Regions from separate parts of the Mus musculus genome. Here regions 2, 3, 4, 5, 6 and 7 are each linked to region 1. A link is a contact called in public Hi-C, HiCAR-type, HiChIP or PLAC-seq and promoter capture Hi-C data. All regions are on one chromosome and are shown on one strand. Each heading gives the region's core, a stretch centred on a gene start, on an enhancer-like site or on the middle of the called end of the contact. The rest is flanking DNA. Distances are from core to core; before and after follow the strand shown.

Region 1 (4,411 bases), core at 590-3,089:
GCTCAGTAGTATGATGCTTGCCTAACATATACAATAACCTAGATTAGATCTCTAGAATCACATGTGATTAATTTAATCAGAGACTAATTTAATCTAGAGATTAAATCACACACATATATATTGATAAGGATTTCGCTTATCAATATACACAATATAAACAACTCCTTAAAACCATTATTTATCAGTCATAACTGCTTGAGTGTTTCCTGGTAAGACCACCAGCAAAGCAATAAAAAAGAGCAATTTCCCTGCTTTTGTAATCAGTAGTGGAAAAGCAGCAATATAAAACTAGACAGCATTAGAGTTAAAAATAGACACATACATACCTGAATAAATGAAAGAGCTCTCTACAGGAATAGACTAGCGCTGTTTCTGTAACCCATTGGAAGCCAAATAGTTCTACTGTATCCTCTTCAAAATTAGTTGGTAATGGATCAAGATTTAAAATTAACCTGTAATGAAAACAATGACTTAAATCATTTGAATCCAGACTATACATGCCATGATGACGCGCACAAACACATATGTATATGTGTATGTGTGTGTGTGTTGGGGGGGGGGGGGAGGGGTTACTTGACACCTTATGTTGTGTCCAAAAGGAAAATCTAAATGGAGTCCAAGCAATATACAAAGTGGTCTGAGGTCACAGTAATTTATCTTTGAACAAGAAAATGGGTTTTCAGAACACCAAATATTCCGAATTAGGAAGAATGACATCATATAGATACCTAATGTGGTTTAAGGTTATTAACAAATTATTAACAAGGTATAATCATACAATCAACAAAAAATGGTTTTCTTTAATGAAGTTTCCTCAAAGGGCATTACCTAAATAATTCAAGAACAGCAATTTTATTGTAATATTCATTCGACTAATGTGTCTATGAATTCTGTATGCCGATGCTTTGGATGGAAAGAACCCGTGCAACAAAAACTATCAGGTTCTACTTATAAACTACTGAAAACTTATAGATAACTATTACCCCTTAAAAGGAAATACAAGTTCCAAGAGACTAGGCTGCTCTGAAACCAGTCTAAGTAAATTAAATATCCAGCTACCCACTCCTAAGAGATTATCAATTATCCAGAAAGTTCTTCTATATACTAAGCGTATGTAAAACGAGGCTTGCTGAGCACCTACGTTAGACATTGGTGATAATCAACATTGCTGGGGGTGGGGACCTTCAATTCGGTTTTTTGTTGTTTGTTTGTTTTTTAACCTACCGCTTAAGGGCGCCACTGGCAAGGTAGGACTCTCCAGAGAATTTTCCTTCTCTGTTGTCAAAAGCGCAAGAAAAGCAGGGGGGTTTGCACCACTCTGTCCCCAGCTCCAGCTCTAAGCTGTCAGTCAAGAAGGTCGACGCTGCTGAACAGCCATCCATTATTTACATCCTGCTCTGCAATGCCACCGCGGTTCCGGGCAGTTACGTTCGGGCTCCGAAGACAAGCTGCAAGAGGCTGAAAGTACGGTAAGGAGCTACCTCGGAGATCCAAAATGTGCCCTCAGCACCCGGGGAAACCAACGTGAAAGCAGAGAAGCTGAAGGCAACAGGTCCAGAATCCTCCGGGCGTCCCGCAGGCGCCGGAGCCGCCAAGCCTTCCAACGCCGCCCTCGCTCCCTCCGGGCTGCCGTGGGTTTTGAGGCCCTCGCGCACCTCCTCAGGCTGGTTTCCCCGCACGGCCCGGATGGAGCACGCAGCCCCGCCGCCTCCCTCCGTCTCCCTCAGTCCCAGCGCGGCGTTCGGGGCGGGCGAGCGCGCGGGAAAACCGCAGGCCCCCGCAAACCTAGAACGCGGAACGCAGCGCCGGGCAGAGGAAACCGGAAGCAGGCGAAATTCCCGCCACGGCGTGCCCCGCCTCCGGCGCCGCCCTCTCGCGAGTCCTCACTGGCGCGGACCGAGATCTCGCGAGAGCCCGTCGGCCCGGACAAGTCCAGGGATTCGCTCTTCACGGTTCTCCGTACCGTTGAGAGTTTGCGAGGTGGCCAGCTCTCCGCTGAAGCCTGGAAGTAGGGTCTGCGAACGGCGGGGATCAGCTTCAGGCCGGGCTCTGGAGAGCCCCGCGCCTGCCTCGGCCTCCCGCAGCCCGGCCACCCTCTTCCTGCCCTGGGGCCCACCCCGGCTTTCCTGTGTTGGATGCCTTCTGCTCTGCAGCAGTGACCCAGAACACAAGGGACACATTGACTAAGTTAGATGGCTTTTTTTCCTCAGACATAACAACTTTTGCTCCCTTTGCAATACATTGTAACTCTGGACAAGAGTTACAATTTTGTAAAAATATTTTCCGATCCATTTTCCTTATTAAAGTGTTCTTTAAAGTTGACTCGAATATTACTGTCTTGAGATGGGGGTGGGGGGCATGGGGATTCAAATGCCTGCTGCATTTAAATATATTGCTTTACTTGCGGGCATCCACTTCATAGGGAACCTACCCTAACTCTTAGATGTTAAAATCAACGTATTTTCAAATGACATGTGGGATGAAGCGGAAGAAAAAAAAAATTCCCACTGCAGTGTAGGGCTACTATAGTACATGTATTTGTGCAGCCCAGTTGAGGTACTCTGAGACCTGATGCTTTTTTTTGTTGACTGCTGATGATAGCTGGTGATGAGTATTGTATCATGAAGGTCTCTTCCACAGTGATGTCAAGAGTATGTTTTCTGAATATGAGAATACCTAGTGTTGGCACTGCAATTAGGACAACATACCATACGGCCATTTTTCTTCCTCCCATCAACATTCCAGTACACTCTTGTCTGTTGTGTTTGTTTAAATACCTGATGTTGATTATGTGAGCTCAACTTATGTGAATCATGGAGTGGGAAGAACTAAAGAAATGACAGAGGCCAATTAAGGTGATACTTAATGAAATGGTCACTTACAAAGGTGTGTCCATGGTTACTGGATCCCAAAATGGGATGACTAGGCACCCACAGCTAATAGAGACAATTATCATTCTTGAGCAGAAAAGTAAGGATCAACACGGATTACTAGAGAGGAGTGAGACCTGTGCCTGTAGGATGCAGTCACCTAACTTATCGTCACACAACAGTGGTTGCCTTCACAGACAAACACAACTGTCCCACCACAGACAAGTGGGGGAAACACTGAAAGGAGTAAACCACATCCCATGTTTCACTCCTGTCGGCCAAAACAAACCAAAGCGCAAAGCAAGGGTGTAGCCTATCAAGTGTATGTAGTCCAGGTTAGAAATGAAAAGAACTAAAGAGAAGTTAGAGACTCTTCTTTGAATCAGACAAAATTGTAATTATTTTTATCTTAATTTTGACAAGATATAGAAATGTTAAGAACTTAAGTATAAGCTTCCATAGATAGAAATAGCTATTATATATTTATTAATATAACATAATACTGTTACAACAGAAATATTCAAATAATATTGTTTTGTAAAGATGAAATGCTGGTATTTTGTCCAGCTGCCCCCAATTTCCTAGTCTTCTTGTCTTAACCTCTCAAGTAGCTTAGACTACAAGCATTCATCACCACATCCACCTAACAATCTTAATTAGAAAATTGAAATGTCTCTGCAATTGATAATAATTGACAATAGAAAATTAATACGGCTATAAAAGATTTGGATAGTACTAGCTCCCAGTTGAATCTAATTGATGCATATGACTACGCTAACAGTAAAATTATACAATTAAAAAGAAAACATGGAACATGAAACCAGATTATATTCAGAATCATGAAACAAATTTTATCTATTTAAAAAGGATTGAAGGCTACCAGTGAAGTATAGTGGTAGAACATTTGTATAGTGTGTATAAGTCTCTGCATTTCATTCACAAAAGCTAAAAAAAGGTTGAAAACATACGAAGTATATTGTGTAACTACAGTGAAATTAGGAGCTGCTTTCATTAGAAGGGGAAGAATTCAATGATGCAAACATCCATTTTGAAATATTGGAAGTTCAGTGAATTCAAACCAAAGATATAACAACAAAGAAAAAAAGGATAGAACCAGCAAAAAATGAAATAAATGAAACAAAAAGATTCTTCAAAAGCATCAAGATGCAGTTAACAAACCATCTAACTAGACTGACCAAGTAATCAAAACAAAATGGCAGTAGAGATGGGAGAAGAAGAAGAAAAAGGAGAAGGAGGAGGAGGAGGAGGAGAAAGAGACATAAATTGCCAGTAAAAAAGAGACTGGGGTGATGGCTTAGTAAAGTGCTTGCTGAATGAAGACCTCATTTATGCCTTCATCTCACACACACACAAAGCTAGGTGCATGAGTATATGATTGTAGTATTCACACTGGGAAGGCAGAGGCAGGAGGCATCCTTGGGACACTCCTGCTAGCTAGCCTAGGCTCCTCTGAGCCCCAGGTCCCAAAGAAACTCCCTGTCTCAAAAATAAGGGCCATCTCTTGACTAATCACTTGACTA
Region 2 (4,411 bases), core at 493-2,992, 2.8 Mb after region 1:
ATCTCTTGATGGTTTCAAAGCTTCTCTACCTCTTTCTCAATTTCCTTCATAGTGTCATGTGTACCAAACACCAGCACACAGGTTTTCAGACCCTCTAGACTAAGAACCATCCTGGAAGATAGACTCTTGCTATATCCAAAGACTTACTACTGCCTGTCTTAGTATTATGTCACTGAGACAGGCAATCAAGGCATTATCTGAGCACCAGGATTAAGTACAGGCCCAAGCTTTATCCCACCTTTTTGGGTCATCCCCTTTTGTATTTCATTTTTTTAATGGAAACATCTCAGTGAGTGAGAACAATGTAAAATAATGTCCCCCAGTGATGCTTCATTGGCCTTTCATCTTCCCAGAAACACTTGGTAGCAAGGGAGGACCTGCTTTCAGAAACAGGTTTCCAAATTCAGTTTTCTTTCTTTCTTTTTTTTTCCCCCTTCTTCTTCTTTATTCTCAGGCAAAGAGGGAAACAAGCAAACCAATTCACAGAATTAAAATTTTGTTATTCTCTTCCCACTAAAATTTAATTAAACTAAATGTCTCTATCTAGTCCTGTTCATTTTTTATGTATTTAGTGGAAAGCCTGCTCAACGCTTAGCCCAAGCATACAACTTCCTGCATGTTTAACCAAATGTATTTAGAGACAAATATCTTTAAGATTACTTTAGCCCTTCCATGGTCACTGAAAGACATTAAAATTTAGTGATTTAAGTGGTTAAAGGAAGAGGACAAAATCTGGGAAATACACGACTTTAAGGCAAAATATAAGACACTGGCTAATGAATGAAAATGGATATATTTTGAGAGCCCCTGTGCTCGCAAATTCTAGAAGCATTAAAGTCAATTTAGGAGCCTGCAATTGGTGGCTCATGCCTTTAATTCCAACACTTAGAAGCAGAAGCAGAGGCAGGCAGATTTCATTAAGTTCGATGCCAGCCTGTGAGTTTTAGGGCAGCCATCCCTCAACGTGAGAAACACTGCTTCGGGGATGGGGGTAGTGGTGTCAATCTAGGCATAAGGCTGGGCCAGGAAGCAGCAGGTAGAAACAAGCACGACTCACTCCTCTCCTCTGAGTAAATATTAAATCTACAGTAAGGCGAATGACAAGAGATTATAATATCACTGCTATGAAAAAACAAACAAACAAACAAGCTAGCTAGCAATAGCCAACCATGTCCATCCAAAGCAGGGAACCTCACAGAGCTACAATGGGTCACTCTTTCCCTTGCCGGTGCCCACATCATCCCACCAATCAAACCCCAAATTTGAAATGAAACCGCCTCCGACTCCCTTCCCGGAGATCAAACCCCTTACCTCTTACCCATCCTTCGAGCTCACCTCCCCTCTGCTCCCGAAATCTCTCTGTGAGAAGAGGGGAGGCTCGCAAACGACAGCATCACGTTTCGGACCCCCGGCTTCCCAGGGAGGGCTCACCCGCAGCGGCCAGGATGGAAACCCCGAGGGATGGGCAGGCCCAGCCCTCCTGTGCCCCAGCCCCGGCCCCAGGCGAGAAAATGGAAGCTCACTTACTAGTGGGAGCTCTGCCAGAAGTTCCCTGCCATGGAATAATACTGCTTGCCCTGATACAAATGCACCAGCCAGCAAAGCGGCCCGCGGAGCGACCATAGACACAGTCCGGACGACTGTGCTCCTACCAGACTGGCTGGGCTGAACTCCACAGCCACCGCAGCCGGAGGAAGAGAACAGCACCCTCGTCGCCTTGACGCCGGTCGACAACACTGAGCGGCGTACACCGGTTCCGGCAGACAAAAGTTCCGGCCCGCCCTAGTTGCGGAGGAAGCTAGCAACCGCCCGACCGCCAATGGGCTTGTTGAGGCGGGAGCTAAGGAAACACGGGCGGAGGCTCCCGGTGGCGAGAGGCTCTCCCCGAGGTTTCCTGCCAATTCTCCTCCAGAGCGTCCACACACTGGGTTTCTGGTCTAGTGCGGTTTTCTTTTGGGTCCATTTAGGGATCTTGTTAATCCACGGTGTAGGCCTTCAGAAATAGCACACTGGCGTTGAAGAAAGCATGGCAGTATATGACTGCTTTTTCCCTAGGGCTGAAAGGAGAAATAAATGAAAGTAATTTTGGCCTTAAGATGTAAGTGCTCTTAGTAAAGTTCCTGTCGGTATTAAGCCTAACGAGTTAAGTGTAGACTTAACTTAGAGTAGCAATCTTTTTATGTCAGAGCCGGCTACTTGTTTACCTAAAAACATGAGCATATAAATGTACATCTAGCTAACACTTACGTTCCAAATGGGTATGCCGCAGAAATGCAATTAAATAATATTTAAATGTTGCTGTTATCATTGCAACTTTGCGTTCGCGTTTCGTACTGTACTTCGGCGGCAGAGTCAAGAACATGAGGAGTTTCAGGCCAGTCCTTGCTTCATGCTGAGACGCCATCTAGGGGAAAAGAGGAAAAGGGATGTAGATAATCAAGGATGTAAAATGCTTGCTGGTGCCCCAGAAGCTCTGGGTGATACTCAGCACTATATACACCTGCAAGCTAAGGGTATTCAATACCCTCAGATACGTTGTTTTGGGCCAGCCTAGGACAGGTGAGGATCTATCTAAATCTTTTAAGTTTTAATTTAAATTAAAAAATGTCTCTAAATGATTGGGCACACCTGAAAATTAGTCAAGAATTCCGAGGAAGATAGCACCAATGTTTTTCCTTTGTGAGTGGAGTCTAATTGAGATGTGGAATGGAGTGAAAACAATTTCTATAAGTGAAACTAGTATGCCAACTATAGAAAAGATGTTTTTAAATTCCACCCACTTAGGCACGTACACAATTAACCTGTGAAATACATTTATTCTTGAATTTGGATGAGCTAGACTAGGCTTCATTGTTATAACATTGTTATACCCCCAACTTAGCTTGAAAATTCGTCTCATTCTCATGGTATTTCCTAAAGCTGGCTAGTTCTTCCTGGCTGCCCTCTAGATCTTCAGAGAACTAGAGGGTTTCTATCTCCCAACTATTCATTTCAATGTTCCTTGCTTCCAAGATCAACATCTTTCTGGGCAGAACATGACTCAAGCGAGCTCTTTAATAACTAGTATTAAGAGTCTTGAAATAGAAACAACCCAATCAATTTTCATGACCCACTGACCAGAATATACCCAAATGACTCCAACTTAATAGCCAAGGTACCTAAAAAATGTTGAGAGGCATGTAATACATTTGTGAACATTACTGTTTGTTTCACTGCAGATCAGTTTGTTTGTTTGTTTGTTTTGTTTTTTCAAGACAGGGTTTCTCTGCATAGCCCTGGTTGTCCTGGAACTCACTTTGTAGACCAGGCTGGCCTGGAACTCAGAAATCCGCCTGCCTTTGCCTCCCGAGTGCTGGGATTAAAGGCGTGTGCCACCACGCCCGGCAGATCATATTTTTCTTTTTCTTTTTTTTAAAGATTTATTTATTTTATTTATATGAGTACACTGTAGCTGTCTTCAGACACACCAGAAGAGGGCATCAGGTTCCATTACAGATGGTTGTGAACAACCATGTGGTTGCTGGGAATTGAACTCAGGATCTCTGGAAGAGCAGTCAGTGCTCTTAACCGCTGAGCCATCTCTCCAGCCCCTCAGATCATATTTTTCAAAATGTGTTTTAAAGACACAACCATCACCCAAGTTGTGCATCATAGAGATTTAGATTTGCTTTAATTCTCTCTGCTCTTTTCCTTTTGTTTTATCAGCCTTGCATAAAGATTCTGTAACAAACTGCTTGCGATGTTTTATGTGCTTCTATGACACTTTTTTCTTTCTTTCTTTCTTTCTTTTTTTTTTACTGTTTTAGACAAGATCTCACTATGTACCTTTGGCTGTCCTTAAACTCACAAAGATCTGCCTGCCTCTTTCTCCTGAGTGCTGGAACTAAAAGTGTGAGCCACTACACCTAGCTCCTATAACACTTTAAAAACGGGAAGGCGTTAGCACACATCTTTAATCCCAGAACGCAGGAGGCAGAGGCAGAGGCAGAGGCAGAGGCAGAGGCAGAGGCAGAGGCAGAGGCAGAGGCAGAGGCAGAGGAGGCAGAGGAGGCAGAGGAGGCAGAGGAGGCAGAGGAGGCAGAGGAGGCAGAGGCAGAGGAGGCAGAGGCAGAGGCAGAGGCAGAGGAGACAGAGGCAGAGGCAGAGGAGGCAGAGGCAAAGGCAGAGGAGGCAGAGGCAGAGGCAGAGGCAGAGGCAGGCTGATCTCTTGAGTTTGAGGCCAGCCTGGTCTACAGAATGAGTTCAAGAATGGCCAAAGCTGGGCTGGTGAGATGGCTCAGTGGGTAAGAGCACCCGACTGTTCTTCCAAAGGTCCAGAGTTCAAATCCCAGCAACCACATGGTGGCTCACAACCATCTGTAGCGAAATCTGACGCCCTCTTCTGGTGTGTCTGAAGACAGCTACAGTGTAC
Region 3 (4,411 bases), core at 959-3,458, 2.7 Mb after region 1:
AAAGTAACCTAGAAGAGGCCAGGAATTGGTGTGGGATACTGGAGATGTTCTGTGGCCATGACTGAAAACGTCAGGAGTGTGTGTGTCAAAACTCATCAAAGGAAGCATAAAAATGAGTGTTTTTCCACGTCAATATACCTCAATTTCAAAACTAATAAAATATTAAAGTTTGACTCCCTCCAGCATGCATGTATTTCTTTAAAGTGTTAAGTTATATGCTTGTTGGTGTGCTGGCATCATAGTAACAAGGTAAACTTGTTTTCCTGCCTGCTGCTTCTGACCATTTGTTTTGACTCTCATTTGTGTAGTTATTTAGATCAGGTAGGACCCACCCAGCAAAGCTCTCCAGGTACTTCCTTCTGCAAAATAAGTGGAAGCCATTGAAAAATGTGGAAATACAAACATTTGAACATCTGTCTCCACAACAGCAGTCTGATTTCTTGATTGTTCATACTAGGAAAGCTGCAACACACACACACACACACACACACACACACACACACACACATACACACACACATAGGCACAGGTTAGCGTACTTCAAGACAGTACTGAAGCAGCAAGGCTTTGGAAGATCTATGAACTTAAGGAGAAAGTAAACTGTAGAGGATGTACCAAAATTGTAGTACTGGGCCCATCAACTAACAGCCTGGCTAGTACCTGGCTTTTAGTTACAACTAATGGTGCAGTTAAGCCATAAATTGACCAGTCCCCTCAAGAACTAAATGTCAACTAAGATCCAAATGCAGGTGTCTTCCTGAACCTCTGATAGATGAATATGTAAATATGATTACCCTCCCATAAGGTTTCATATGCACACTAAAGTATGAATCATAATTCATTCATGTGTCACCAAATGTTCTTTCAACTATTTAGAAATTCAGCAAAATTCTTAAGGCCAGGCCAAAAAGCAGGTGACAAACCAGATATTGCCTATAGAATACAGTTTGCGGTTATCCTACAGGTGAATGAGAGCCAAAGGCTATCTCAAGTTTTCATATGTAATGTCCAGACTTGTATCAAAACTTGCTAGGCACAACAGGAGTCAGGATCTCTTTTGGTTTGTTTTTGTTTGGAGACACTGTCTTACTGTGTAGCTGTAGCTGGCCTGGAACGCATACATACACCAGGCTGGCTTCAAATTCAGAGACTGCCTGCCTCTGCTTCCCAAATGCTGGGATTCAAGGTGTGGGCCACCAGCAGGAAATAGTATCTTATAATTGAAAAGTAGCAGGAAGAGGCTAGAGAGATGGCTCAGCGGTTAGGAGCGCCGACAGCTCTTCTGAAGGTCCTGAGTTTGAATCCCAGCAACCACATGATGGCTCACAACCATCTGTAATGAGATCTGATGCCCTTTTCTGGAGTGTCTGAAGACAGCTACAGTGTACTTACATATAATAAATAAATCAAAAAAAAAAAAAAAGGAAAAGTAGCAGGAAAAAAGGAGCCTGGTATGGTGTTATATTCTTATAACTCTGACATTTGGGAGGTGAAGGCAGGAGGAGTCAAGGTCCTCCGTTACACAGAGAATAAAAGGCCAGCTTGAGCTATATGAGGCCTTACCTCAGAGGAAAATAGAAGAGAGCCAGAGGGGGTTTATATATTGGACTTTCAGACACAAGGATTAAAGTAACTGTTGTCCTAGTTTGATTTTCTATTTCTGTGAAATAACACCATGACCACAACTATTCTTATAAAGGAAAATATTTAACTGGGGCTGGCTTACAGTTCAGAGGTTTAGTTCATTATTGTCATGGCAGGAAACATCATGGCTCACAGGCAGACATGCTGCTGGAAAGGAGCTAAGAGAGTTCTACATCTTGATCTGAAGACAGACAGGATGGTAGTTTGAATATGCTTGGCCCAGGGAGTGGCACTATTAGGACATGCAGTTTTGTTGGAGTAGGTGTGGCCTTGTTGGAGGAAGTGTGTCTTTGTGGTCGTGGGCTTTAAGACTCTTGTCCTAGCTGCCTGGAAGCCAATCATCTCCTAGTTGCCTTGGGAACAAGAGGTGGAACTCTCTCAGCTCCTCCGGCCCCATGTCTGCCTAGATGTTGCTATGAGAGTTCTACATCTTGATTCCCAGCAGGGAAAGACTTTGGGCCATGGGGCCTGGGCATTAGCTTCTGAGACCTCAAACACTATACTCCCAATGACACACTTCCTCCAACAAGGCCACACCTACCTCAACAGGGCCACACCGCCTAAGAGTGCCACACCCTATGGGTCAAGCATTCAAACACAGAAGTCTATGGAGGCCACTCCTACTGAAATCACCCTAGTAACTGTGACTAAAAAAAGTAAAGTAACTAAAATACATTCAGTAAGTTGATGACTTAATTAAGGGGAACTATATCAAAAGACAGGAAGTTTCAAATAGAGATTCTAGAATTTAAAACGGAGTAACTAGGCCAGGCAGGCTCATTGGAGCATGCCTGTGACCTCAGCTACTCTAGAGGCTGGGGCAGAAGGATTGTGAGTTCAAAGGCAACCTAGGCAAATTAATGAGAACCTGTCTCAAAAAGTAAAAAGGGGTAGCTACGTAGTTTAGTGATAGCAAAAATTTGCTAGGATATACAAGACCCTGGTTTGATTCCTGGTAACCAAATATAACAAAAGTTAGCAAACATCCAACAGATGTTAAACTTTTTTTTTTTTTTTTTTTTCTCTTCAGTTTTTCGAGACAGGGTTTCTCTGTGTAGCCCTGGCTGTCCTGGAACTCACTCTGTAGACCAGGCTGGCCTCGAACTCAGAAATCCACCTGCCTCTGCCTCTGCCTCCCAAGTGCTAGGATCAAAGGCATGCACCACCACCGCCCCGGCTGCAGAGCCTACTATTTTGACAGTCATCTGTGTTAAGTTTCAAACTCAGGACCTGTCTCCAAGGTGCCTGTTTAACATATCAAAGTAGACTCGGCCTACAAGTTCTCCCAGCAGCCCTCAATCCCTACCTGTTACAGGATAAGGCGGGCATACTCCACAGTCTACCCTGAAATCTCCAGCCCAGGGCCCAGGCTGCCATTCCCTTAGAGACTCTTCCTTATATAATCCAGTTTGGTTACCCACTCCTCTTATGTACTTTTGGCCTTCTGGCCACTGTACTAGGTGTGTGTCCCATCCACCTACTTCCCATAGAGTCTGGACTTTCCCAAATATGTCTGCCTCCGACTATGGCCTCCTACATATCTATAATAAACTTTCCCCTCCACCATACTTAGAAGCAGTCATGCTCCCCGCCCTTCCTTTCTTTCTTTCTTTCTTTCTTTCTTTCTTTCTTTCTTTCTTTCTTTCTTTCTTTCTTTCTTTCTTTCTTTCTTTCTTTCTTTCTCTCTCTCCCTCCCTCCCTCTCTCTCTCTCTCCTTCCTTCCTTCCTTCCTTCCTTCCTTCCTTCCTTCCTTCCTTCCTTCCTTCCTTTCTTCCTCTCTTCATTCCTTCCTTTCAGACATGAGACACGGGACAGTAACAGTTCTATCCCGGGGAGCAAGTTCTGGTCCAGACATCAAGGGTTTTACTTCCCTTGGGAAGATCCTTACCCTGTAATCTTATCTGTTTCACAAGATGAGTCAGCAATACCCTGCTGCCCACCGCCAGCGTCCCGAAACCCCCGTTACATGGCTTGCTCTTGGCCACACTTACAACAAGGTTAAGACCTTTGAGAGTCTGACGCTCTTGTTTTCTACTGTGGAGCCCCTACCTGTTTCTCCATACATGGTCTCAGGTGCCCTTGAACTCAAGCTCCTTTTACCCCAGCCACCTCCCCCAAGGGCTACCACTTTTATCCTGATATTAAATACATTCCTAACATAGTGTCAGAGCTCTCAAAATGACATAGGACTTATCTTTAGGGTAGCTGTTTTATCCCCATCATGGGAGATCACTTTGATAATGAAGAGATTACAAGGGATCATGGGTAGAAGGGAAATGTGACAACAGTGGACGAAACTCTGAATTGATCAACCGTCTCAGCTTCCCTTCATTCTTGTCTTCTCCGCCTACCTTATGATTTCCACGAGGTCTTCAGTTCTGTGAGAATGTATTTTGCTTTTTAGTATGTATGTGTCATAACACTTAATGGATACAGGTTTAGCACCTAATCTATTGGCAGTTTTGTAGTTTTAAAATAGTTTGTATATTTTTATGAGACTGTTTCTCCTGCACTTGGTAGTTCACACATGTATGCAATACCATAGATGCCAGAGAAAGGAGCTGAATCTCCTGGAACTTTTATTATAGATGGTTGTCAGCTGCCATGCAGGTGTTAGCAACTGAACCCTGGGTCTTCTGTAAGAGTAACAAATAGGGCTGGTGAGATGGCTCAGTGGGTAAGAGCACCCGACTGCTCTTCCGAAGGTCCAGAGTTCAAATCCCAGCAACCACATGGTGGCTCACAACCATCTGTAGCAAGATCTGAT
Region 4 (4,411 bases), core at 788-3,287, 2.7 Mb after region 1:
AACACTCTATCAGCCATTTAGCAGAAGCCAATTCTAGATGAACCCAAGTCACCATTTTCTCATGTATTCAGAAAGTCTTGTAAGACCGGGCTTACCCTCATCCCCCACACCTCTCCCTGGACAACTTCTGTGCACAATACTCAGACACTCCAAACCCTTTTCAGTCTCACCTGCACCTCCCCTACCGCCCCACCAATCCCGGCTTTCCACCTCTAAATTTACAAACCTGCATCCACTAACTTTAATTTGAGCCCTGGCCAGAGTAAGGCATTCTCAGACAGAAACAGCTCACGAGAAATGATATATTTTCCCCTATAACAGATAAACCCTTGATGAAGATTTATGTACAGATAATGATGACCTCTGGAAGAATACTCAGAGGCAGATTTTTGATTTTGACTTTGTAAACAACCTGCTACCTTTTTCGAAACCGTTGTCTCAAACGTCTCCCGGTAATGGAGGGGCAATTTCCAATCATTTTTCTAGCAGATGTAACGTTATCTGAACATCCACAAGCCATAATGTGGCAATACCATGTAACCTTCTCCTACAAATGCCACTTAAGGCAGAACAAGCAAGCAAACAACATTAAAATCCAACTACTGGACTTTCAAAGGCTTTCCATTATCAAAATTGTGTCTGGAAACCTCCAAGTCTCTCCTGGCACTGAGGAGTCAAGAGGACTGACTCACAGGATTCAGCACATGGTTGTATATTTCATGGTACATTCTATGAACACTCAACCCGACTAGACTGGAAAAGGGTACTTTGCCCATAACTTCCATAAAGTCTCTCTCTTCAGGTGGGTAAGACAAGGACTAAGCAGCAACATGAATCTGGGTTCAGGGGAACCCATTAGAGACTTGGAGCACAGAAACTGTATGGTAACTGGTCATTTTGGCATGAAACATAATGCTGAGTATAGAACAATTACTACTACATCAGAACATGCCCAAACTCCAAGTTTTAAGATGCCAAACAAGGGCCAATGTTGCAGGCAGAGCCATCAAAGGACAGAAGTTTCAGGCCTGACTTCACCACAAACATGTTCTGGCTTTTTCTTTCTTTCTTTTTTTTTTTTTTTTTTGAGGTTTTGCAAACATCAAACGTTACAGCTTTCTTTTAAAACATAAATCTATTGATGTATTTTATATGTATGGCTGTGCACGTGTTTAGTGTTTCGATTTGCATTAGTGAGGTCAGAGTAGCTTCTCTCTTTCACCTCGTGGGTCCAGGAGATTGAACCATCAGGTTTGGCGACCTGCTGAGACGTCAACTTCAGCTTTTAATTTAAATATTATCTAGCACTTGCGTTACCTCTAACAAAGGATGTACGGCTAACGCAATTAATATCACACTTTTCAACTGGCTACAAGCTTCCCTTGTCAAATTGGTTTTTGTTTTGATTTTTTTTTAAGTTTTGGGCTGCTATTCTCCAGCGTGAGAAGAGGAAATGCAAACATCTTCCTTTTAGATACCCGGGCTCAAAACACTCAATTCTATGAACCTCTTACAAGCACTTTGAGATACGTCACTATCATCATCCTTAATTTACACTTGGAACTGGATAGAGGTAAAGTGACTTGCAGAAGTCCGGGAGCCGGACGTGGGCTCAGGTATAGGATCGACCCCTAACCTAATATTTGGCGTCGCCAAAAAGCTGTGTCTAGGCTCTTCGTCAGGCCATGAATGCACCCCAAGTTAGCAGAGCGGGATGTGCTGCGAGGGGAGACCCCGAGGGGACAAGCGGACGCTGCATGCCCGGGTCACCAAAAAGACGAGACTCGGCCTGGCTCCCTCCCCGACCCCGGCTCTTCCCCCCTGCCGCCAGCACTCGGCCCGGGAGGCCGCCTGGTGCCTTTGTGAATCTGGACGCGAGGGTAGGCTAGGAAACCTCTCTTTCTAGGCTGGTTGACGTACAGGAAGGTCTCGTCGCCCAAGCGAAGACACAGTGGTTACAGTGACCCCAAAGCCTGGGCCCCAACTCACCCCGCCCGCCGGGCCGCAGCTTCCACACGCAGGAGCTTCTGCGCCTGTGCAGAGGGGAACCCGGAGAAGGCGGGGCTTGGCGTCCTGGGCGGGGGCGAGGGCGGGGTCTGGTGTTCTGGGTGGGCCGAAGGCGGGACTTTGAGTCCAGACCCAGATCTGGGTTTTCCTTTGGCGGCTTGGAGGTTGGAGCATGGTGGAGGAGTGTAGATGGGATGAGGGGATGGCGCCCTGCAGCCAACTGATTACAGTGCCAGCCACGGGGCCTGGATGCAGGCGCTGGCTTTAGTGAGCTGCGTCCCACTTGCTGGGTGCCTTTTAAGACAGCTTCCCTTGTTCCATCACCCAACTCGGAACCTAAAGTCGCATCTGAGATTCACTCTATATGATTTTAACGTTTTATTTCACGTGGTTCTCACTTCTGAACTAGATTGTACATCACACCTGTAATTCTGCTCAATCCGATCATCTGTTACAACAATGTACACCTTGCTTTTGAGTAAAAACAGTTGGTTTGAAATTTTGTTGTGGGGCTGGAGAGATGACTCAGTGGTTAAGAACACTGACTACTCATCCTGAGATCCTCAGTTCAATTCCCAGCAACCACATGGTGTCTCAGAACCATCTGTAATGGGATCCGATACCCTCTTCCTGTTACAAAAAATAAAAAAATTTAAAAAACAAAAAATAATTTCTTGCAAGCACTAGTTGATGAGCCACAGTCTTTCACAAGGGACAAGTTGTGACCTAATGGATCGTGTGCTGGGGTTGGAGTTTAAAAGAGTTCAGTTAAGAACCAAAAGCTGACTGGGTTTGTTGTTGTGGTTTGTTGTTTCCACTTTTTTTTTTTTTTTTAACTTAAAAATCTAATTCATTTCCATGGGGAAACTTGGCAAAGGAGAGAACTCTTCCTTTATGTTGTTTATAGGAACCATTCATTAGACAAATGCAGTGGAATACAAGCATGCTGGTCAAGATACTAGGTATGGGGTACATAATTGTCTTTTAGAAGGTCATTTTCTTCCAGGGAAAAAAAGAAATGCTGCATCTGTAAGAACAGTTTGGGTTATGATATAATTCCAAAGTCTATATACAAATTTCAAATTTGTCTGTATAAATATCAAGTTTCATATGTTAGTATTGAATTTGAAATAGACTATGTAAAAGATGCAAAAATTTGCATCCTAAATTGTGTCAGGTTTTTGTTTTTTGTTTTTTTCTGGTTTTTCTTTCTTTTTTTTTTTATTAGATCTTTTCTTTATATATATTTCAAATTTCAAATGCTATCCGGAAAGTTCCCTATACCCCCCACCCCGCCCTGCTCCTCTACCCACCCACTCCCACTTCTTGGCCCTGGCATACCATTGTACTGGGGCATATAAAGTTTGCAATACCAAGGGGCCTCTATTCCCAGTGATGGCCGACTAGGTCATCTTCTGCTACATATGCAGCTAGAGACATGAGCTCTGGGGGTACTGTTTAGTTGATATTGTTGTTCCACCTATAGGGTTGCAGACCCCTTCAGCTCCTTTGGTGCTTTCTCTAGCTTCTCCACTGGGGCCCCTGTGTTCCTTCTTATAGATGACTGTGGGTTTCTCTGTATAGCCCTGGCTGTCTTGGAACTCACTCTGTAGACCAGGCTGGCCTCAAACGCAGAAATCCACCTGCCTCTGCCTCCTAAGTGCAGGGATTAAAGGCATGCACCACCATTGCCCAGCCTAAATTGTGTCAGAAATAGGTCTTTTTAAAAAGTATATATTAAAACTCATGGAAAAAATAACAGAAGAAAAGAAATTTTTTTTTAATTTTTAAAAATAGAAAACAAAAGACTCAACTTACAGTTAAAGGAAAAAGGGCAGAATTTTAAAATTAAAATTTAGATTCTCTTAATAAAAAGAAATTCAAGAATTCATCAATTAATCCCTCAATATTTAAGTTTGTCTTAGAATTGAGTCCTGTGGCTACCATGATATCTAACAGATATGCCCTTAGACTGATCAAAATCTTTAGAGACTGAAACCCCCATTCAAACTTGGAGGTTTGCAGAAAAATGAATGGAACTAGAGATCATGTTAAGTATCAAACAAAAAAAAAAGACAAATAAAATGTTATTCTCATTTCATTTCTATTACTGCGGTAAAATGCCACAGCAACAAGCAATCTCTGAGGAAGCAAGTCCGTCATATTGGGAAGTCAAAGAAGCAGGAACTCAAGACTATAATTATCATACTATAAGAAATAGCAAATATAAATCCTTTGTTTCAAATACTATAAAACTTGTGTTTAAGATACACAATTCACATCTTTTTACCCTATGCCCTTGAAAAACTATATTCAAATCTTTTTAAAAACTGTTTTCAGATGTGGTGTGGCTCAGCCCTTAGCACACATCTTTAATCCCTCTGAGTAGAATACAGACATCCCC
Region 5 (4,411 bases), core at 1,003-3,502, 2.6 Mb after region 1:
TCCTCAAATCTTCAGAAAGAAACAGATATTCAAAACACATCTGGAGACTTGGAACCCCAAATACCTGCGACTGGAGACAAACCTCTCCATGACATTACAGTCATGTTATCAAAAACAGTCAACCATTGGTTAAGAGCACACACAGTTCTTCTAGAGTTCAGTTCCTAGCACCCATGTCAAGCTGCTCATAGCTGCCTGTAACTCCAGCTCCAGGGGATACAAAATCTTTGGCCTCTGCAGGTGCCCACACTCATGTGCACATACCCTTGCCCCCACATACACATAATTAAAAATAGAAATATTTTTAAACGAAAGTAAAGAAACAATATTACAAACTATAAGAAGAAAAATATGGGCTTGGAGAGATGGCTCAGCTGTTAAAGGGTAGGCTCACAACCAAAAATATAAGAAGAAAAATATGCACAAATCACCTATATAGTCGAAACATGAGACTAACTCCAGCTCTCTTGATCAACAATCCTCAAAAACAAGAAACCATGAAATAAAATACATTCTAAGCTCTTAAAGAAAATAACCATCAGCCAAGGCTGCTATAAGCCAAAAGTCTATCTTTTAAATGGGCGATGAGGGTTGGAGAGGTGGCTCAGCAGTTAAGAACACTGGCTTCTCTTCCAGAGAAACTGGACTGGATTCTCCAGCATCCATGGGGCAGTTTCCAACCGATAGACGTACAGTCCTAGGGAATCCGATGCTCTCTTCTAGCCTGTAAGGACATCAGGCACACACAGCCTGTGGTCTGCAGCTGTAGATGCAAGCAAACACCCATACCCATGCCCATACCAGAAAAGACTGGCAGTGACATGAAGATGTGGTGAGACAAGTACAAATTAGAGCAATGGCATCATGTCAGCAGAGCTGGCAAAGGCACGGAGGAGGTGACTATACGTAAGGGAAGAACATGCCAATCACAACAGCTTGGGAGGCCGAGGCAGGTGGGTCTTCTGATGTATGAGACACACATTAAAAGGTTTCTAAAAAATGGACCAGAGATGTTCTGGATCTCTGGAACAATGACTCGGATTGTTCTGGAAGACAAAGTTTAAACAATAAAAGAGTATAAATGTATATAAAGACAATAAAATCTTATAAAAGACAATAGAAGAGTATAAAATCATCTCTCCAGAAAATTAAAGTTGGAATCGTAATTCCATCTAGATCTCCAAGTTCATTAATATTTATTTATATCTTGCTCTCTTAAAAATTATAATTATTTTTTTCAGTAGTATTTAAATAGGTATTATTGCTGTTACTGTCATATTAAAATTCCCAACCATACCAATCTCTACCATATAGTGGTCATTTTCTTTTCTTTTTTTTTCTTTTTTTTTTTTGTTTTTTTTTTTGTTTTTGTTTTTGTTTTTCGAGACAAGGTTTCTCTGTGTAGCCCTGGCTGTCTTGGAACTCACTCTGTAGACCAGGCTGGCCTCGAACTCAGAAATCCGCCTGCCTCTGCCTCCTGAGTGCTGGGATTAAAGGCGTGTGCCACCACGCCCGGCCTGGTCATTTTCTTGTAAAGGTTGAACCTAATTATCTGCGTACTACTTGCGTTTAAAAATCTATAGCACCAAATGCAGTTAGCTCTTTACTTTATTTGCCAAACAAGAGCATAAATGCCTTAAATTCTTTGGCGGGGACGGTAAGATGGTGAGCAATAAAGTAGTGAGGCAGCGCTAGGACGTTCCCCGTGTGTCTTTCTTGGTTTGGTTTGGAAAGCAAGAACCACCTCCAGGATCCAGCAAGTTGAATGGCGGCTCCCGGGCCACAAGCTCATAGAACGCAAATAAAATAGGGCAAAGGTCGTGGGCTACCCGGCGGCGGCGGCACAAGAGACACGCTCTCCGAGGCCCAGATCCTTAGTCCTCAGCCTTTTTCCCCTGGCTTCTCAGACCTGGAGGGTTGTAGCCGCTGGAGAGAGCAACACCAGGTCCCGGAGGTCACCAGGGATGAGGACGGGGCAGCGCGGCGCTGCTTTTAACCAGACCCCACGGAGCCGGACAGCCCACCGCTCTCTGCCGCGCTTGCGCAGAGCCGCCCCGGCACCCGAGGCGTGCGGAAGAACCTCCGCGCCGGCGACACTCACCCGACCGTGAAGTTAGGCGAGGAGGCTGGGCGACCGCGCTGGGGCACCCAAACCCTAGCGTTTCCAGGAGACGAACCCCACGAGAGCCCAGCCTTCCACCTCTCCACATCGCGACTAGAATCCTACTCCTTTTCCGGTCCCTCCTCACAACAAATCCCCAGCGGAAGGGTTCCGCCTCCTACACTCGCGGATGCCGGCTTTTGCATTTGCATTAGTTAATGTGAATTTGTGGTCACCGTTAACTCGAGCTCCTCTATCAAATTATGTCTGCAATGAAATAAAGAGATGTTCCTAATAAAAGGCCACGAAGACCTACCTACCTTCTCGTCCTACGAGTCACGCCGTGCTGTTTTCGTATTTACGAGCTATCTCCTCAGTCTTGGAAAACCGACTCTAATGCTTAAAATCAAGTACGGAAATGCTTTTTCCGAGAAACCCATTCTCTTTCAATGCGCTCAAGTAATCACAGAGAACAGAAGTCCACATCTAAAGTACATTCTTTGAAACTGACCCTTTATTCTGTTCAGGATACACCGTATGTAGCAGAAAACTCCTTACACTCAGTTTAGACGTTTATTGGAAGTAGAAACGGAGCAGTATGAAAGATTCTAGTATGAATCTAATATGAAGTTCATACTAGTTTTTTTTTTTTTTTTTTTTTTTGTCAACTTGACATTAATTTGATTCACCAGGAAACAGGGACCCTCTCCTGAATTGCCTTCATTAGACTGAACTGCGTGTTTGTGGGGCGGCGTTTTCTTGATTGATGTTCAGCCCTTTGGAAAGTGGAACTGGGTTGTATCTGAAGCTTGCATTTATGGATCTCGCCCAGACTTCCCTCAATGATTGATTAGGATCTCTAAGCCAAAGAGAAAGAAACCCTTCCTAGAGTTGCTTTTAGTCAGTGTTTTATCCCAGCAACTAAAAGCAAACCAGGAACGGTTAAAAAACAAACAACAAAATAAAAAATAATGCCCTCATAAAAAGAAGGGTAAACTCCTAAAATTTAGGGCGTCATTCTACATTTCAGCAGGCAGTGCTGTCCTTTAAATCGGGGAAACTTACTAAGCTCTCATCCTCTGAGCTAAAATACTAACCTCATAAGCTGTATGAAAACCAGCTGCTCTATCACTGTCAGAGGTCCCTGTGTTTGGAGGTATATGGCCATTTCTCCAAATGAAGGTGGAAAGTTTTATACACAAGTTGAAGTGTCATGTTTTTGCTGGATTGACAGACCCACGGAAAATCATGGTTAACACTCTTAAGGACTTCTGTGCATGGACTGTACTTAACATTAAGTGTACACCACACAGCTCCATAGCCATCCCAGTCTCGCTTCAGCAAAGGCAGGAAGTGATATGCTTAAATACTGGTAGGAAGCAAAGAACCCTCTAAATCCCCCCACGCAGCAACAAAACGCTTTTCTGTAAGTTCAGTTGAGCTGTGTCAGAAATAAAATTGTGGTGACTGTAATGCAGTATGTAGCCATTACTGTAGGAAAGTTCCAGAGTAACTCCAGTCTTACTTATGAACAAGCTGTAAACTAGCTCATACATATTTTAGAAAACTCAACACCCATTTAACATTTGCAATGTGTTCTAGTTCTTTAATAAAAAATGAAGGGTAAGTCACTTTATGTCTACACAAGCTTTATCCCTTTGAACAATCTACTACATCCATCCAGCTGAATGAGTTCTTGGACTTACTCAAAAAGTCTATCACACGGTATCCACTCTGAGAAATTCTATATTGCCACATTCTATTTAAAACTGAACTTACAGGGGAGTTGGAGAAATGGCTCAGTGAGGACCCAAGTTTCAGTTTTCACACTGTGACTCACAACCATATGTAACTCCCTATCTAGGGCACCTAACACCCTCTTCAGGTCCTTGTGGGCACCCTAACACAGATATACACTCACTATCACTAGTTCAGTTTAGAAACTTCAATGTTAATTTTTTTAACTTACTATAGGAATTTTTAGCCTTATGCAACTCCTAAAAATTTCCAACTAAAAAGTTTTAAAGCCCAGGGTCTAGAAAAATCACACACACCCCATTAAAGAAATAAATCCCAGAGCCCCTTGGTGATGGTTTAGTGGCTGAAAGCCCTGGCTGCTCATTCACAAAGTTGAATTCCCAGCATCCACAGGACCAGGTTGAATTCCCAGCACCCATATGGTGACTCACAACTGGAACTCAGGAACTCAGAGTGGAGACAAATGAAGGCAAAACACCAATACACATAAAATACATACACATTACAAGTTTTTTAAAAGTTGTAAAGCTCTTCTGCCATTATTCTTCATAT
Region 6 (4,411 bases), core at 1,101-3,600, 2.6 Mb after region 1:
CTAACCTTCTCCTACTCCTTAGTGGTAGCTGTTACAGACACATGCAATCACAGACACACAGGGAGTACTACTAACTTCCCAAAATTTCAGCTGCCTTCTTTCAGTTTGTATTATAATAGGGGTTTATCAATTCATTTGTCAAGAAACAAAAGTAAACAAACCATAGGTCTTAAAACCCCTTGATCCAAGTAAAGATTCAGAGCTGGGGCTTGTGATCACCACAATGGAGAAGGAGCTAGCCTGGGCAGAGGGCTGAAGAGTGTATAGGGTCCAGAGCTTCAAGGGCGTGGTCTATTCCAAGTGAGCTCCCAAGGCCCTGTTATTTCTGCAAGGTCATCAAAGCCACATTTTGGATTCAGCCATGTGAAGCTTCCACTCTCCACAAACTGGAGAAAGGCTGAGATGCTGAATGGTACAGGGGCAGTCTTCACAGGCTATGGAGTGAAATACAACTGAGAAACAACAGGCTACTGTGTAAAATGCTGCACAGGTGTGGGGTTCTTCATATGGACTGAAACCTGACGTGAAACAGAGTTCTCAGACTGGCACCAATGGGGCGTAATCTTCATGCTATCTCACTTTAAAACTTTTGTGTTTGGCTCAACTAAATTCAAGACGCTGTGCTCAATGAGATATACTGAAGTTAAAATCAACTTCTCAGTCTTCCACTGTGGCTAAATGATATGAAAGCCAACACATTTTTCTCAGACCCAAATGCTTTCTTATCCTTTCAGAGCCAACAAATAGTGAGTTCAGTAGGGCGATCATGGTGTCCTCCTGCACTTCCTGAAGTCCATTAGAGGTCACCAGCCACTTTACAGCCTCTAGAACCATGCTCCTCCTTCACCCTACCCCTGGAAAATATGGTAGGAACACATCCCAGCTCCTTCGAAAATACTGGTCAGAAGAGAAATTCTGAGCTACGGAAAATTGCTCTGCCTCCAATAATCTCCAGAGACTGGGGTCCCAAATGCATGGAAATTTTAACCCAAAATTGACATGCCCATTAGCCAAAGGCTGTCTCAGTACCCAGTGGCATCTACCACTAAAGATCTATCTATGGGACTAGCAGTCCCAACAGCAGGGGCATCCATTTATTGTAATTTTCAAGTCAGCCCTGTACACATTCTGCGGCAGGCAGCCATGAAACTGTTTACAGCCCAGGGAGACTCCCTGTTATGCCAAGTGCTCCATGTGCTAGCGCTGCCCTCAGATCTCCTACCGCTCGCAGAATGATTGTATTTAAGCTTGAAGGTGCTTACAGTTCCACACCAGATAAGCAGGTAAGCAGGTTAAGGCTGCATCAAAACTGAACAGGGTTACACCAAGCTTCTGCAACTGCAGCCTCCTAATAATGTTGACATTTATAAAGAAGAGTAAGAGAGAACTAACCTTTTAGGTAAAGATGAGGTTAATAGTTAATGTTCCAGCATCATTACCCATAAACCAATTAGGCGTTTATAAAAGTGTACCTTAGTATTTCTACAGAGCTTTATTCTATTGTTACGAATGCACTGATTGCAGTTAGACTCTTCCTATGGGCTTTAGCAGATTGTTTATATCCATAACACTGGTGACTCACAGCACTTTGCTTTTAGCATCGAAATGATGGAAGGAAAACGCTTTCTTTCCCTTCCCAATTTAACCCTCCCATCAACTCTAAATGGCTCCTTACAAGTGGCCAGGTGACCGTGAAACGCCTTAGGGGGTTAGAGGATGAGAGAGGACGCTTGGACCTTTGGGCGGCGGGACCTAGGGGCTGGTTCCGGAACCCCCTTTGAGCCAGCCCTACCCGGGCTAGCTGCCCTGGTCAGTGCCCGCTTCGGGGGCCCTCTCTCCGGCTCACCTAATGACCAGGAGTTCGTGGAGCAGATACGCAGCCGCGGCCAGCAAAGCTCCCCCGGTCAAATAAAGGGTTTTCTTCCACCAGGGATCCGAGCCCAGCCCTGCCATGATCCCACCGTAATCCTGCAAAGGGAAAGCGATGATGTCCCCATAAAAGGAGAAGGGCTCCTCGGACCCGGCCCACCAGCCGAAGAAGGAGATGCTCTGGTTCCAGCTCAGGTCCACCACGCACGGCCTGGACGAGGCAAAGCCAACCCCCCAGTGCATGCTGCGCGGCTGGCTCCGGGCGCCCCTCCCAGGGCCCGCGCCGCCCGCATGGGAAGAGGCCGGCGCCCGGGCGAGCGGGCGGGTTCAGCGGTGCGCAGGGGGCGCGGGCGGAGGCGACGGCGGAAGGACGCGGACGGCGAGCGGAGATCTGGGATGGCTGGGCCCCCGGGCCCGGCGAGGCAGCGGCGGCCGCCGGCCTCCCTGGCCGAGGCCTCTCGCAGGCGCTCTTTGTGTCAGCGCGTGGAAAGGGCCACGTGATGTCATTGCTCCCCTGGGCCCGGCAACAGAGGCGGGATAATGTCACCTACCCCGCGCCCTGCCCCCGCCCCGCATCCCCGCGGTGCGCTGCCTCTGCTCGGCCGCAGCTGCGGGGCTGGACGCCCGGGCTCGGGGAGGCGGGCGGCGCGGGAGGCTGCGATGGCTGCGGCTGAGCCGAGCCCAGAGCCGCCGCCCTCGGTTCCACCCGCTCCCGCCCGCAGGCGCCTTGCGGAGCGCAGGGAACTCACCTGCCCTGAGCCACAGACCGGAAACCTTGGGCCAGGGCAGATTAAGGTCGGGAGCGTCTGTCTGCTCTCATTGCTTTAAAGAGCTCAGGTAAGCACAGTCACCTAGGTCCCAGGCAAGGTGCTGATGAAGTGATTGAGGTCCGCCTTGACAAATAACAGCAGAAAGTACTCTAGGTGAGAAATCTTCCCACCTTGGAAATCGTTACCAAGGATATCGCTGATACAGGATGGTCCCTTTGGGTGCTGAAAATTTGTAAAATAAGCAACTGTGTATTAAATGGTTTTCCCACTCTGGGTAACCCTGAAGAGATCGATTAGAGATTGGATTTAGGGCCTTATACATGGCAGGCACGCTCTCTACCAACATGGAATGTTCTAGATCCTTTAAATCCTTAAATGTAGACCATGTGTTCTAGCCAGAGCATGGGCAGTTTCAGTTTAGAGGAAATAAAAATATTGAAGACATATGATTTGTCACAATTTAAAATTCAAGTATGACTATAAGAATACATCTGTCCCCCAATACAGTAGAGACTGGGGTGCTGATGAAAGGGGCTCCCATTTCCTGGATTTCACCCCCTTAGAATAAACAGGTTGTACAGTCATGCTAGAAATAAAACAAAAGATTGTTTACCACCATAGCTAGAGAAGGAGGCCCTACCCAAGTTGTCACGAATTTTAGGGTCATCCCAAAGGGAGTTAAAGACCTCTCAGGATGTGTAGTCTGACATGAACTTCCATGAGAAGGAGACAGCAATCAGCCCAATGCAGTGACAGAGGAGGCCAACAGAAGGCCAGCCTGGGCCAGATACCAAGGAGCTACAGGGTGTCATCCCCCACACACTAACACAATACACACATCCTGCAAGGCACTGCAGCACTAGGTGGGACTAGGGGCATCCTCTCCCACTGAGACAAGATGAGGTGGTCCATTTAGGGGTGCGGGATCCACAGGCAGGCAACAGGCCCTGCACCAGTTGTTGGGGGACTGGAAGACTGACTCTTTAAAGAACCGCTTCTTTTCTTTCGTTTTTTCAAGGCAGGGTTTCTCTGTGTAGCCCTGGTTGTCCTGGAACTCACTCTGTAGACCAGACTGGCCTCGAACTCAGAAATCCGCCTGCCTCTGCCTCCCAAGTGCTGGGATTAAAGGCATGTGCGACCACTGCCCTGCTAAAAAACAAAACAAAACAAAAAACAAAACAAAACAAACTGCTTCTAAATGCGGAATGGACACTCGGATCTCAGATTTGACTGGCAGTAGCTATGCAGTCCTGCCTCATCTCTAAAGGCAGAGCGGGTAGGAGCTAAACCTGAGCGATAAGACCCTCCACTAGGCACTGGAAGGGTGTGAAGATTCCAGATGGAGAGCCACCACCTTTACTCCTTCCCTACAATCACAACTGAGTTTGTCAGTTTTGGTAATTCCTCCCAGTCAAAAGAATGGAATATACCTCTGGCCCTGGGCAGAAAAGGCATTCTGATCTTTCTCTGGCGAACAGAACATGTCATACTTTTGTCTTTCCCCTTAAGAGTTAATTCATCTGGGCCTGTCAATCACTTGGCCAAGAGACCACGCCCTCAGTAAGGCTGATGCTAATGCTGATCATGCTGTCCTCCAGCGCCTCCTGACTATTTTTATGTCCTTTTGTGAAAAAGAACCCAAATAGGGAGTTTTAATTTCCCCTATATTAAAATCACTATTAGTGGTGAACTAATAATTTTTTGAGCATTTTTTTCCAAAATTAAGTCAAAGTGTTGAAAGGGGAGGGAACTAATTAACTGAACACTTACCT
Region 7 (4,411 bases), core at 723-3,222, 2.4 Mb after region 1:
AAAGAATCATCTCCTTGGACAACTCACTGTGACACCCCTGTTTATTTTCTTCAACTTACTTGTCTATTTATTTATTCTTCCCCCCCCCCCTTCTATCTATCTCTTTCTCTCATCTTTCATGAGCAAAAACCGAGAAACTTATTCATTGGATATCATGTTGCTGGTGCCTGGAACAGTGACTGTTGTATGGTATTTGTTGTACAAAGAAAAGAAGGAATGGACAGGTGATAGTGGCACATGCCTTTAGTCCCAGCACTTCGAAGGCAGAGGCAGGCAAATTTCTGAGTTCCAGGCCAGCCAGCCTGGTCTACAGAGTGAGTTCCAGGATAGCCAGGGCTATACAGAGAAACCCTGTCTCAAAAACAAAACAGAAATGAAGGAATGATGACCACAAAAAAACAGGTATAGATGACATCACTGGAAACCAGTTTTGTAGAAGGTATTTTATTAATATAATAAAAATAAAATGGCTTGAACATAAATATCATAGCTAAAAGACAGTAGGGGTACAGCAGGGGTACTTATATCATGGGGCCAAACAACAGCTAATTAGACGTAAGGTCTGTTAAATAGGAGGGAATTCATGGGTATTATAATAAGCCTAGCCAACTACCAGTCACAAATGGAACTCTACAACTGGCACAACCCTAAATCAGCATAATTTCTAATTGCATTTTTTTGTTGTTGTTTTTTGGTTTGTTTGGGTTTTTTGTTTGTTTGTTTGTTTTTGTTTTTGTTTTTTCAAGACAGAATTTCTCTGTGTAGCCCTGGCTGTCCTGGAACTCACTTTGTAGACCAGGCTGACCTCCAACTCAGAACTCCACCTGCCTCTGCCTCCCAAGTGCTGGGATTAAAGGCATGCGCCACCATGCCCAGCTTAATTGCATTCTTAATACTTGACCTTATATGCATATATGAGTGTTGTTCTGAAACACCATGACCAGAGCAATATGAGGAAGAAAGAGTTCATGAGGATTACCATTGTGCCTCATTCGTTTTGACACTTGGCTATCTGCAGATGCCTGGCCTGGATGCTTCCATGTTGGGCAGACATGTAGCAAATCATCTTTCCTAAATCTCCAGGACAAGGAATTTTCTCCTTTTGGGGAAGTTTTTGGAAATCTTTTCTGGAATTTTTTTTCCATTTATGTCTTTCTATCGTGCTGCAGACCCTTTTTGGTCCCTGTCTGTGTAGAACGGGTCTCTGGTTGCAGGTGGACTAGGAGTGGGCGAATGAATGACAGACAGAATCACACGAGAGATTGTGTAGAATCTGAATGTAATTTTTCAAGTTGAGCATCATACTTTTTATACAGGAGAGCAACAAGAAACCAGGTGAGATACATCCACCGAGTTACAGTGACACAATACAAAAGGAATGTATACATCAAAAGAAGGTGGGGACCAGGCTGCTGCCACTAAGAAGGGAGCCAGGTGTAATGCTAGTCTATTGTTAAGCCCGCCACCAGGGGTTCTTAGTAAATGCCTGGTTATGCTGTTTCTTTGGGCCTAGTGAAGAAACCTGTCTCAGGGGGATTCCCTAACTCTTTCATGGTAAACCCACCTATTTGCTAGGCCATTGTGAATTCACTTGTCTGGGTAAGACTGGCTATTGTCCCAAGTAAACACTCTACAGACCAGCCCCAAGCTATTCCTGCTCTGTTCTTTGTAATGCCTAATTAGTTTCACAGGCTCTACTAGAAGTAAATTTGAATGTTACTGAATAGATAACCTTCTTACTGAATTCCTACTGAATTCCAAGCTTGTCAGCTTCAAGCATTTTCTAGGACATTGGAACACTGGTGGAGGCTTACCTATGTCAGAATTCAATCTTTAAAGGCACTTATAATAATAATACTAAAAGAGAGCACGTGGATCCATACACCAGACTAACGCAGGGATAGGGTATGAATATACTGGTTATGAGAATGCCTGGTTCCAGGAAGTTGAATTTCCTTGAAACTCCCTGCCCCGTGAGTGCTTCCAGGCCCCTCGGCCTGCCAAGCAGACTTCACTGGAGTGTGCATAGCACTATAGGATGCAGAAGACTTGCCAATAAATATAACTCTATCCATGCTCACTGAGATCAATGAAAACACAAGCAAACACAGAATCCTGTTCCAGAACAAAAGTCAGCAGGAAAACAAAGCTGTCAATTCCCCATATTCATTGTTTCCATATTAATACATTAACATCATTATTAAGCTCTTACAAGGATGGATGGAGGACTCTTTTGTTTCCTAGTTACTGATATTTTGTTTAGAATTTTAAAACTGACTCGGCAGGTAAAAGTGCTTGCTAAGAAAGCTTGACAACCTGCATTTGTTCTTCTCCCTGGAACCCATATAAAAGCCAGATGTGACAATATGTAATCTCAGTACTCCTCCCGAGATAGGAGGTAAAGAATCGAAAGATGCCTGGAGCTAGCTAGCCAGTATTTCCCAGCATCCAATAAGGAGGACTCAATTGCAAACAAGATGGAAAGCAATGATAGCTGAGACTGTCCTCTGTCCTCCATATGCACCATGACAAGTGGGGTCCCATCACACACACACACACGCACACACACACACACACACACGCACACACACACACACACACACACGCACAGAGAGAGACAGAGACAGTGACAGAGAGACAGAGACAGACAGAGCAAGTATATATACAGAGAAATAAATGAATATTTAAAATGGTAATGCTACACAACATGCTTGACGCTTACATGTTTACAGGTTTTAACATTGGAATAAGTGATAATATTTGATAATATTTTAAGTTATCTCACTGTTTTAAATTATAGTTAACACCTACTTTCTATATATAAGAATATATGAGACTAGGGTGAAGGCTCAGTGGTTAAGAGCACTAGCTGTTCTTGCAAAGGACCTGTACCCACACAGTGGCTCAAAGCCATCTGGAACTAGTTCCAGAGGATCCAGTGACTCCTTCTGACCTTCAAAGGCACTGCATGAGCATGAAGCATAAGTACACAAGCAACTTGCCCATGTGCATACAGAAATAGATAAGGAAATCATTAAAATATAGCCCTCATATATAAAAGTAAAAAAAAAAAAAACCTACCAGAATGAGTTCTGTGACTTTACACATTGATCCATCTTTTCCCCTTAATAAAACTCTTTCCATATAACTAAGAGTAGGCAAACTAGATCAGGGATGTGAATGGAAATTCTACTATATTAGAATCATTTCCTGATTGGAAAGTCTCACAATCAAACCCCAGATGACCCTGCCATTGGGCCACCAAAAAGTGTTTCTATCTTCTAGTTCTTTCCTATTCTTCTCTTTCTTTGTTTGTTTTCCCCCTCTTTGTTCTCTCTGTACCCTCTTTCCCCTCCTCTCACTCTTTTTTTGGCTTAGACATCAGATATTTTGTTTTCTCCCACTAGGGAAGTCTAGAGTCATGGTGGAGGTAAACCAACCTACTGATGGGGTCTGTCTCTCTTCCTGGTTGTCTTCTCTCTGTCTTCACAGGGGCTGTGTCTGTCAGTAGAACAGCAAGTGCAATCAAGCCCTCTAGTGTTTCTCTTCACAGTGAACACTAAGCCCATATAACTAGCACCACGTCTTCTAATGAAAATTTTGAACACTGTGCTAAGTGCTAGGAACAGAGAGATAAGGGACTCAGCCACTATGAAGATTACCAGAGGAGACACAATTCAGTGCAGCATGAAGATATCATGCCAGAGGGACTCCTGGGGAAGGGGATAAAGGGGAATCGAGAGAGTTCCAGAGGGAATGAGGCTGAGCTATGGTCATCAAAAACCAAATAAGCTATTTGCACCATGAAACAAAAGTGTGCATTGCATGTGTGCACAAAGCTTCAAAGCATAAGACAGATTGGCAGAGTTTAGGAAATGTAGATTATTTTTCTCAGTTGGGAAAAGAAAAGGAAGATTTAATCCAGAGATACAGTCAATTGAGTAACTTCTGCCTAAGGTTTTAAGAATAAGATTTTTTTTTTTCCTAGACCACTTTCTATTAAAAGTCCAAGTCTTGGCACAATATTAACCTACAGATTTTCATTACACCCTTAATATATATCTAAGAGTGCACAATGTCTAATTTGATTGAAGACATTTGCTGAATGCCAGCAAATTGATCACATTTCTTTTATGTTTCTGGTTGTAGTTGAAATCTATAAATATGATCAAATACACAGTGAGAAGCACATGCTTTTAAACTAGCCATTTTAGAAAAAAAAAAGTCATGGGCAGAGTTTACATATCCTCCAAGAGGTGTCTGTTTCTTCTTTTGGTTATATATCTCCACAATTCACATTCCCTCTGGCCTTCTAGTCAGAGACATGCTAAATGCTATTACTGCCCATAAAAGCTGAAATGGATAAGTAATAGGGCTAGTTAAATGAGAGAAGCCCACAGGTTCTATTTCA

Evidence for each region. A called contact is a pair of places that touch in the nucleus more often than the background predicts. HiCAR-type assays count read pairs that join an accessible place to other places. HiChIP or PLAC-seq counts read pairs in DNA pulled down with a chosen protein or histone mark. Capture Hi-C pulls out chosen DNA fragments and counts their contacts.
Region 2: a contact with region 1 is called in a promoter capture Hi-C map of liver, with 3 times the contacts expected there. The contact joins the promoter of Ccnc here to the promoter of Mms22l in region 1. A contact is called at or near these places in 4 of 39 promoter capture datasets (the 3T3-L1 cell line, embryonic stem cells, liver and 1 more), 1 of 484 Hi-C or Micro-C datasets (rod photoreceptor), 2 of 115 datasets of contacts at active chromatin or transcription factors (astrocytes and large pre-B cells) and 2 of 9 other capture datasets (adipose tissue and liver).
Region 3: a contact with region 1 is called in a Hi-C map of B cells, with 6 read pairs. The contact joins the enhancer-like site here to the promoter of Mms22l in region 1. A contact is called at or near these places in 1 of 39 promoter capture datasets (pre-B cells), 1 of 484 Hi-C or Micro-C datasets (B cells) and 2 of 9 other capture datasets (adipose tissue and liver).
Region 4: a promoter capture Hi-C map of adipose tissue shows a contact between it and region 1, with 4 times the contacts expected there. The contact joins the promoter of Usp45 here to the promoter of Mms22l in region 1. A contact is called at or near these places in 4 of 39 promoter capture datasets (hippocampal neurons, liver and pre-B cells), 1 of 115 datasets of contacts at active chromatin or transcription factors (astrocytes) and 2 of 9 other capture datasets (adipose tissue and liver).
Region 5: a contact with region 1 is called in an H3K27ac HiChIP or PLAC-seq map of embryonic stem cells, with 7 times the contacts expected there. The contact joins the promoter of Coq3 here to the promoter of Mms22l in region 1. A contact is called at or near these places in 5 of 39 promoter capture datasets (cranial neural crest, hippocampal neurons, liver and 2 more), 1 of 484 Hi-C or Micro-C datasets (granulocyte-monocyte progenitors), 5 of 115 datasets of contacts at active chromatin or transcription factors (embryonic stem cells, large pre-B cells and pro-B cells) and 1 of 9 other capture datasets (adipose tissue).
Region 6: a HiCAR-type map of astrocytes shows a contact between it and region 1, with 6 times the contacts expected there. The contact joins the promoter of Faxc here to the promoter of Mms22l in region 1. A contact is called at or near these places in 3 of 39 promoter capture datasets (the 3T3-L1 cell line, hippocampal neurons and liver), 3 of 115 datasets of contacts at active chromatin or transcription factors (astrocytes, embryonic hindbrain and large pre-B cells) and 1 of 9 other capture datasets (adipose tissue).
Region 7: a contact with region 1 is called in an H3K27ac HiChIP or PLAC-seq map of embryonic stem cells, with 7 times the contacts expected there. The contact joins the enhancer-like site here to the promoter of Mms22l in region 1. A contact is called at or near these places in 2 of 39 promoter capture datasets (hippocampal neurons and liver), 4 of 115 datasets of contacts at active chromatin or transcription factors (embryonic forebrain, embryonic limb bud, embryonic stem cells and 1 more) and 2 of 9 other capture datasets (adipose tissue and liver).

The regions. Positions count from the first base shown.
Region 1 is chr4:24,493,879-24,498,289 of GRCm38.p6, reverse strand. It overlaps Mms22l (MMS22-like, DNA repair protein), which reads right to left and starts at 1,839. Exons shown (of 24, transcript NM_199467.3): 1 at 1,225-1,839; 2 at 327-452. The coding sequence starts at 1,382.
Region 2 is chr4:21,725,032-21,729,442 of GRCm38.p6, reverse strand. Ccnc (cyclin C) reads right to left here and starts at 1,742. Exons shown (of 12, transcript NM_016746.4): 1 at 1,528-1,742. The coding sequence starts at 1,559.
Region 3 is chr4:21,753,153-21,757,563 of GRCm38.p6, reverse strand. It overlaps Tstd3 (thiosulfate sulfurtransferase (rhodanese)-like domain containing 3), which reads left to right. Exons shown (of 4, transcript NM_029840.1): 4 at 1-182. It also overlaps a transcript of Ccnc not described here. Among named protein-coding and RNA genes, the nearest start is that of Tstd3, 12 kb to the left of the region's middle. Within about 2 kb of position 2,208, at least 99 of the 459 cell types and tissues checked have an H3K27ac peak or open chromatin away from gene starts, as enhancers often do. A contact at or near this core is called in B cells and pre-B cells, where this site is marked.
Region 4 is chr4:21,773,896-21,778,306 of GRCm38.p6, reverse strand. Usp45 (ubiquitin specific petidase 45) reads right to left here and starts at 2,037. Exons shown (of 18, transcript NM_152825.2): 1 at 1,990-2,037.
Region 5 is chr4:21,877,487-21,881,897 of GRCm38.p6, reverse strand. It overlaps Coq3 (coenzyme Q3 methyltransferase), which reads right to left and starts at 2,252. Exons shown (of 7, transcript NM_172687.2): 1 at 2,102-2,252. The coding sequence starts at 2,210.
Region 6 is chr4:21,929,265-21,933,675 of GRCm38.p6, reverse strand. Faxc (failed axon connections homolog) reads right to left here and starts at 2,350. Exons shown (of 6, transcript NM_175234.4): 1 at 1,847-2,350. The coding sequence starts at 2,112.
Region 7 is chr4:22,142,247-22,146,657 of GRCm38.p6, reverse strand. No RefSeq gene overlaps it. Among named protein-coding and RNA genes, the nearest start is that of Gm42260, 120 kb to the right of the region's middle. Within about 2 kb of position 1,972, at least 9 of the 459 cell types and tissues checked have an H3K27ac peak or open chromatin away from gene starts, as enhancers often do. A contact at or near this core is called in embryonic stem cells, where this site is marked.